2 separate regions of the Gossypium hirsutum genome follow, and region 1 is linked to region 2. A link is a contact called in public Hi-C data. All regions are on one chromosome and are shown on one strand. The core of a region is the stretch at or near the end of the contact, and the rest is flanking DNA. Distances in the headings are between cores, read along the strand shown.

Region 1 (3,987 bases), core at 1,067-3,566, 140 kb before region 2:
AGGATTTAAAAGAACAAAAAAACGTTTGAGACACAACAATGAGCAAGGTACAGGCTAAAGGTTCTAAAGAAGGGTATAGGGAAACCTGAAATGCTAAGCCAGTGGAGAGAAAACGAGCTGCTAAGGTTCCACAGACATATGCAGCTGAGGTTACTCCTGCTAGAATTCCAAAAGCAGATGCTCGTTGCCTATATGAAATATTGTCTGCCTGCAAATATGCATATAGCAAATTCATCCTAAAATCTCATCATCTTGTTTATTCTTAAGAATAGATTGATTTAAGGGTTATTACCAAATAAGCAAGAGCAAGGCAGTTAATGCTGCCTTGACAGACCATGTCAGTGAGGGTCTTGAAGGCAAAGTAGGCGTAAAAATAATTGGTCGTTCTGTTGCATGCCAATATAGCTGTATAAGAAGATAGTCATATAAGTTGAAAAACATATTAACCTTTGCAATGTTATTAATGAAAAAATCAAAAGAAAAGCAGAACTCACAACACTAGCATCATGATATGAACCACTTATTGGTATTAAGTTGGTTTATACGTACATGAGAAGTGTAAAGGACCCAAACTCAATTTTTTGGTTTGATGTGGAGTCAAGTTGATTCAGACCCTTCCATAAGTACAAAGCTTTCCTAACATTGTTATTTTTATCTATAAGACTCCAACTCAGACTTTATTTAATAGACCACTCGATCCAACAGATACAACCAAATTAAATTTTTGAATGTCAAGTTAAAAGCAAGCTTTGAATAATAAAACCTAGCAGACCCAAAGTCGGACAATGACACCCTATAAGCCAATTCAAAGATGTAAACAAAGACATGAAAAGGTGACACATCAAAGCCACACAACACACGCATGCGTTAGGAACTTTGGCACATAGATAGTGACCCCATGAGGGCAGTGTTGAGACAATGAAAGCTGTGAAATCTATGTTCATATCATATATATTATATGTACATACATACCAAGGGGAATAATGGATAATGTCATAGGCAATGTAAGTAGAGCTTTTCTTCCATACTGATCCGATAGATTCCCAATAATTGGCATCATCAAGGCCGTCCCTAGTCCTATGATCTGCATCAATCTCAACTCAATTACCAACATCAAAATACTCGGAATCAAATCGGTTCATGATTTTAGAAAGCTTTCTTTTGATAAAGGAAAATATTTGAACTCAAAAATCAGATATCAAAATTAATAAGTCTTTTGCTACTATACCCGTGACTTAATTGAAACAAATTTTGAAATTTTCAAACGCATTTTTAGACGCAAATTATTGTATACTGTCCAAGTCAAATCCTAAGAAAAATGGGAGTAAGTAGTGGAATTTTATCCAAAAAAAAAAAAAGTTGAATTGGTACAAGAAGGCGACATGTTAAGATTGAATGACCACCCTTTTGTCTAAATTAGGACGTCGCCTTATTTCTATTAAAGTTTACGCAACAAAGGGGGGCCATAAAGCTAATATCTTTTCTTTTTGTTCATCATAAAAGCTAATGTCTTGGATTAATGATATCTTGTCTGCAATATGAACCACATATGTATATCATCAAAAAGAAAAAGAAAAGGCTTCAAATGTCCAAAATGACATTGGAAGGATCTTAAGTATCAACTCCATGAAAACCATGCAAAACTGAAAGTCGGCCAATATGAAAAATAAGTAAGAAATGACAACTCAACCAAAGAAACTTGCTTGGTGTATACTTCTCAACATTTATTACCCCTATCATTAATTAATGGGTAAATTACACCAACAGTCACTCATAATTGAAAGTAGAGTGACTGAATTGAAAGCAGACATCAAAATTGAGTGACTGTTGGTGTAAATTACCCATAATTAATTTACTTAAGCAACTGAGATAAAACTTTGGTTTAAGAAAAAAAAAACTACAGCTTGAAGAAAAATCATATTAAATCCAAATCGATCTCAGAAGAAAGGTATTTTATGAAATAAACTAAACTGTAGAAAAGAAGGGAAATGATAAGACATAGCAAAGCGACAGATGAAGAAAAAGAAGAAGAAACTACAGCTTGTTGGAAACCAGAGAGGTAAATGGCGAGGGAGCATTCATCAGTGCCGGGGCAAAGGGCGAACATAGTAACATCGATGATGGCCGGAGCCACTATTATAGTTGAAAACCCTGACAGGAATACCGTGACGAAAAGATGGCTCAACGCTGTTAGATTCTTCTCCATCTCTCTCTTTTTCTCTCTCTCCAACTCCTTAGGAAGCAACTGTTGTGTTAAAACACTAATCTCTTAAATAGTTTAGCCACTAAGATAGAGGGACTAGCAATCATACAACTACCGTAAAATATGTGGACCACGTTACCCCTATATTTATTTCTATATATCAAATATATTTTTTAAGGTAATTAAATTTGTGACATAAGCATTCCTTTTTTTGTTTTGTTAATTTTGTTTCTCAACAATTTAGAAGGCTAACTTCATACTTCTCTTATGTATTTAATCAAAGTGCAGATATGGCGTAAATTAATACAAAATTTCTGTATCCATTTTTATTTATTTGTAACTTAAAATCATAACAGTCTAAGAAAAGGACTAAGAGACCATTTTTTTTTGGGGAGAACGGGGAGGGGGGGTTTGCGTACTCCTTGATGAGAGAAATGTCAATTCTCCTAGTATTTGAGGGATGCAGATTGTAATTGTCTAATTTTATCCAGTCCTAGATTACAAATAATAAAACAAAAATAAATAAAAAGTTTAAAATATAACAGTCCATTTACATTAGGCTCAAATAACCCAAAACAAAAAAATTCTAATGGCTCAGTGGTCCAATAGCTTAAACACTTTTTCAGCAAAACAAAAAACCTAGTCCTTTCTTAGTGCTGCTCCTCATGCCGAGTCAGCGTGTTGGCCGCTCAAGGCCTGACGCCTCTATTGCTGTTACATCAAAATGGCAAAGGTGCCCTTCGTTGACCGCGTCGATACCTGCAAAAAGAGAATGGGAAAAGACAGGATCAACAATGCAAGAACAGCACATGAACAGTAGATAAACAATAGCAAAACAAAAAAAGAAAAATAATATGTAAATCGGCTAAAAGGCCATATTCAAAATGTAATATTTTTTACACGGAGAAATACAAAAAAAAAACATAAGTTTCAAAAAGTAGCACTTTATTTTTATTTTCGAAACCTTAAAAAAAAGAAAATACTTACTTGAAAATCACTATTACTGCCACCACCGTAGGGTATTTTCCTCCGAATTGAGAAATCTAGGAACCCCTTAGGGTTCTGTCGAAGGCCTTGTCGAAAAAGGGTGGAACCTTTCGATTTCTTTTCCTTCGGCCGAGTGTCGGTTAGGTTTTTGGGGTTTTAAACCTTAAATCTGTGGTCTATTCAAAAAGGTGGTCTAAAAAGTTTGTTGGGGGGTTTTCCAACCACCGGAGGCGGTGGTCGGCGCTGCCAAAAACCGATGGCCATAGCGGACAGGCCGCAGCCCTTGGCCGGATAAGGGACAGATCCGAGAGAAAAAAAGAGTTCAAAAGTTTTTTTCTAAAACCGAAGAAAAATGAATTTTTTTTTCTTAATATTTTCACTTATATAGCCCCATAAAAAGGCATCGTTTTGGGCTTCATTTTCAAACGCCAAAATGGCATCGTTTTAGACTCAAACCCAAGACTCGACCTGAAAGTTGGTAGGATCCGATTATTTTCACGACAAAGGGGTTAATTGCGGCCCTAGTCCTTTTGCTTTTTATTTATTTTTCAATCCAGTCCTTTTTTATATATTTAAAACTTTTACCATATAATTTTAGTTTTGTTTTATTTTGGTCCCCCAAGGAACGTGCGTTTAATGGGTCTGTGAATAATTTTCCAGTTGGTCCCTACCCTTTTATGCACGTTATATTTTAGTCCTTCTGAGAAACGGTGCGTATAAGGACAGGGGGTATTTTCCTATTCGGTCTCTGTCCTTTTTAAACGCGTTACATTTTAATCCTTATTAGTCTATTTTTT
Region 2 (4,164 bases), core at 123-2,622:
GTTGGAATATAAAATTAATATGTTTAATCGATGAAATCTAAGATTAAATAGAAGCACGTTTTACTCAATTGTTTTTGTTATAAAATTTATTTTTTTAATAAGTTTAGTTTCTTTGATATTCTAAAAAATTATAATAAATTATTATAATTCTTCTTTTTTATTACAACCTATATTTAATAAGTAAATTTATTCGGTTAAAATAAATTTATAAATCATAATTATAATAATTCATGAAAAAAGATTATACCACTAATTATAATAATGATTATAACCATAATTAATATATTAATAAAAAAAATATTAAATAAGATATAATTATTATAATTGTAATGTATGATATCTACTAGTTCACTATTAAAAAAACTTTAATTAGTCTTAATCTTTATTTAAAAGAAATTAAAATAATAAAAACAAAAACAAATTAATTTAAAATTTAAAATTTAAAATTATACCCATAATCTAAAGTTTCCTAAGACATGAGCTGTAATTAAATTACAATTACACCCTATATTACAAGAAGGCTATAATGTGATACCATGTATGAAATTTTTTATTTAAAAAAAAATACCTTGTTACAAATTTAGTCCGCAAAAATGAAAAAAAGAAATGTACCATTTTGTAAAATCATTGCAAAGCCATTAACTAATACGATTTGGTGAACTCTTGGTACCGCACGGCGTTACCATCACCTACGGCAAAGCCTGCTAAATAAGGGCAGGTTTGTTTCCAGTTTATAGTACGAGTAAAAGAAATCTCTATGAACACAAGGAAATCGATGATATTGTTGAATCACTGCCTGCAAGAAGCTTTGGGTCACTCTCCACCTCACCAAAATTGACCAGCATGGCTGCATCTTAACCAACCACCCAACCCCAAAAAGAACAGCCTGAGCCTCCCATCATCGAGATGCCCACTTTTCCTTCATTTGACCAAGCATGGGGCAACAAGGAAACGCTCAAAATCAGCCCCATATCCCATGGTTGCTTCACATAACCCTTGGTTTCATCCTACTCAGTTGCAAACCCAAACCAAACAAAATGATGCAAAAATGTATTTGTTTAATTTTATTTTCATATGTTTCTATTCATGTCTAATATATGTCAGATACAAACAGAGAAAATGTAGCATTCAAATAACATGTATTAAAAATTAATATGAAGCACATAAACTATGAAAAAAGGGATTTCCAAATGGCATGGGATTGTAAGAAGAATTTTCTACTTATGCAAATTACAGATCAAATAGTTTGAAGTATTGAGCATTAATAAACGAAGATAGAATTTACATACATAAGAACTTGTGTCTTTAACCCGAATGGTTCATCTCTCTTCTTAAAAGGTAAACTTCAGAAAGCTGAAATTCAATCCCGAACTTAGGACATGTTTGGCAAAACATCTGTGGATAAAATGCCACTGATGCATTTGCAATCTGCTCCTAAGACCTTTTTGTCATCATTTTTGCTGTTTTTCGGCAGCCTGGTCAATAATAAATGTCGAGGAAAAGTGATCAAATATAAAAACACATGGTGCAAATTCAAATTACAAAAGTAGGAAAAGATGCATTTAACAAGATATAACAGAGTTCTACGAACACTAATGCTTGGCAGATGCAATTCTAATAACATCTTAAAAATGTGGAACAGCTAGATCAAATTCTAACAGATAATAATGCATAGCTTTCTTTCCATTCTATAATTACTTTCAACCAGATTTAACAGCTAATGTGTATCTCAAACTTCATTCATGACTCCCGACATACTCAACAATGGGGAAAAAAGGCCAAAGTCTGAGATTCTGGACCAGGAAGAAATGGCACATCAAGTTAAATATTCTGGATCTAATTACTAGACAAAATTTAGCTCACAGAATTGGCTGTACGATATATGCCAGCAAGGTCATACCTTTGTCAGTTTATTTAAAACAGCATCTTCAAAAGCTTGGTAACCAGCTCCAACCAAATTATTCAATCGATCACTTTGCTCTTCCTTCTTGGGGGCTGGAAACTCTGCAACAGAGGGTTTAAGAGGCACAACTAACAATGGATTATCTAGATTCCCACTAACACTGCCTGTAGCAGAATCCTGCAAAGAAAAAAAGCCAAATAAGTTATAGCAAATAAACAAAAAAATGCATAAAATCACACAAAAAAACTTCACTTACAACTGCATGTTTTGTAGCCATGACAACAAGCGCAGACCCCTTTTTCTTTGAACTGTTCACTACAATATCTTCAACTTCGCCAAACCTAGAAAACAGTTCCCTTAACTTCTCCGCTGTATAACCTTCGCCAATTTTTTCCCAAGAAACCTTTAAAACTCTCTCTTTATCCACTCCCACATGGCCCCCAGCCCCACGGTTCCCTTCTCTCCCCACCTTTTCTTGACCTGAGCCCGTCCCCATACTTGCACCTTTATTTGCTTGCATTGCACGTATCCTTGCAATCTCCTCTTTCAATTTCCTAGCAATTCTCTCCTCTTCCTCTTTAGCCTTCATGGCAGGATCTGCTGCAAATGAAGCACGTTCCCTATCTTCCAAATCTGACATCATTTTTCGTCGCTTTGAGTCTTGCTGTGCAAAACGACGTTGCTGCTCCCGTTTCACCCGGAGGAGATCATCAAAGAGCTTTCGGGCTTTTTCATCAACCAAAATTTCGTATGAGGATTTGAGCTTTATGAAGTTCTCATGAGCATTTGGGTCATCTTTTCGTTTATCAGGATGAAGATCACGGGCTTTTTCTCTGTAAGCCTTGGTAATTTCTTTTTGAGTCAAATTAGCTCCTTCCTCGCCGGAAGGCAAACCCAGGACGTTGTAATGGTCATCGTCCATAGCTGAATCTAATTAAAACAAAATAAAAATAAGGATTCAGGATTCAGGATTCAGGATTCCAAATAGCAGCTGAAACAAATACAAATCAAATCAGTATTTAGGAAGAAATACAAATAAACTCAGTATTCAGGGTTTTGAATAGCAGCTGAATCTAATTAATCAAAAAGAAACACAAACCAAAACAGTAATCAAAGTTTCAAAGAGCAGCCAAATCTAATTAAAAAATACAAATCAAATCACCATTCAAGGTTAAAAATAGCAATGGTGTAACTGTCACGGCTGCTAATCTGCAGTAGCAGCACAAACCGTAACCACTAAAGACCTCAATAGCAATGTGAACAAATTTCACATCAATAGCAGCGGATTGATGCCGCAAATAGCAGGGTAAGGGAAAATAGAAGCAATTACGGTTTACCATTTCAGCTAATCAGATAGCTTTAAAAAAAATTCTCCCTCTCAACAAATAGTGCACGAGATGAGACAGAGTAACAAGCAGTAGGATCTAAAACAGAAAATTGAATATAAAAAATGATGCAGAGGCAGAGACAAATTTCATGATTGAAGTAGAATGTTCAAGTTAGGTTTAGGGTTTCAAAAATTACCTTATTTAATTCCCTGCTCTGTCGAAAACTAGAAGGCAGGAGACAACTTGCGCCAGGCACTGGAAGAAGTGAGGAGGGGTTAGCAATAGGATAATATCACATGACTCAAGTAGAAGGAAATCATCAAGTTAGGTTTAGGGTTTCAAAGATTACCTTAATTAATCCCTGACCTGTCTAAAACTTGGAAGGCAGGAGACAACTTGCGACAGGCACTGGAGGAGGAGTGAAGGGGTAAGCAGTAGGATCAAAAACATAAAATCAAATATAGCAGAGTGCAGATAACACAAACCGAACCGTAACTCAAAATCTCATGACTCAAGAAGGAAAACAAATTCAGGTTTAGGGTTTAAAAAAATACCCTATTCAATTCCCAGGGGTGCCGATAAGTTGAACGGAGTTGGTTCAGGGACTGGAGGAGAGGGAGAGGAAGGAGAGGAAGGAGAGAAAGCCGAAGCTGGGGGCAGAGCGGCGGTGAGAGGCTTACTTGGGGAAGACAGATGAGAGCGGGTTGGGAATTTTTAAAAGGAAATTTAAGAAAAACATTTTAGTATATATAATTTGATTTTGGATAAAACAAGATTTTCTTTAAAAAAAAGTGATAAAATTGGAACTATCAAATAATAATCCTTAACTAAATCATTATTATATTAGTTTGTGATTTTATATTTAAATTTGATGTATGTGTTCTTTTATCAATTTATTTTGGGTTTAAATATATTTATTATTTTAATTTCAGT

What was found. Hi-C and Micro-C count contacts between places; a contact is called where the count stands out from the background.
Region 1: a contact with region 2 is called in a Hi-C map of fibers, with 2.2 times the contacts expected there. The contact joins the promoter of LOC107947342 here to the promoter of LOC107947309 in region 2. A contact is called at or near these places in 2 of 34 Hi-C or Micro-C datasets (fibers and leaf).

What each region holds. Positions count from the first base shown.
Region 1 is chrA01:107,859,860-107,863,846 of Gossypium_hirsutum_v2.1, reverse strand. It overlaps LOC107947342 (hippocampus abundant transcript-like protein 1), which reads right to left and starts at 2,316. Exons shown (of 14, transcript XM_016881984.2): 1 at 2,039-2,316; 2 at 973-1,084; 3 at 293-405; 4 at 86-208. The coding sequence starts at 2,206.
Region 2 is chrA01:107,718,982-107,723,145 of Gossypium_hirsutum_v2.1, reverse strand. It overlaps LOC107947309 (solute carrier family 40 member 2), which reads right to left and starts at 1,372. Exons shown (of 9, transcript XM_016881922.2): 1 at 1,290-1,372. It overlaps LOC107947320 (dnaJ homolog subfamily C member 17), which reads right to left and starts at 3,957. Exons shown (of 7, transcript XR_005926735.1): 1 at 3,786-3,957; 2 at 3,581-3,639; 3 at 3,428-3,486; 4 at 2,160-2,833; 5 at 1,901-2,080; 6 at 1,290-1,475; 7 at 530-1,007.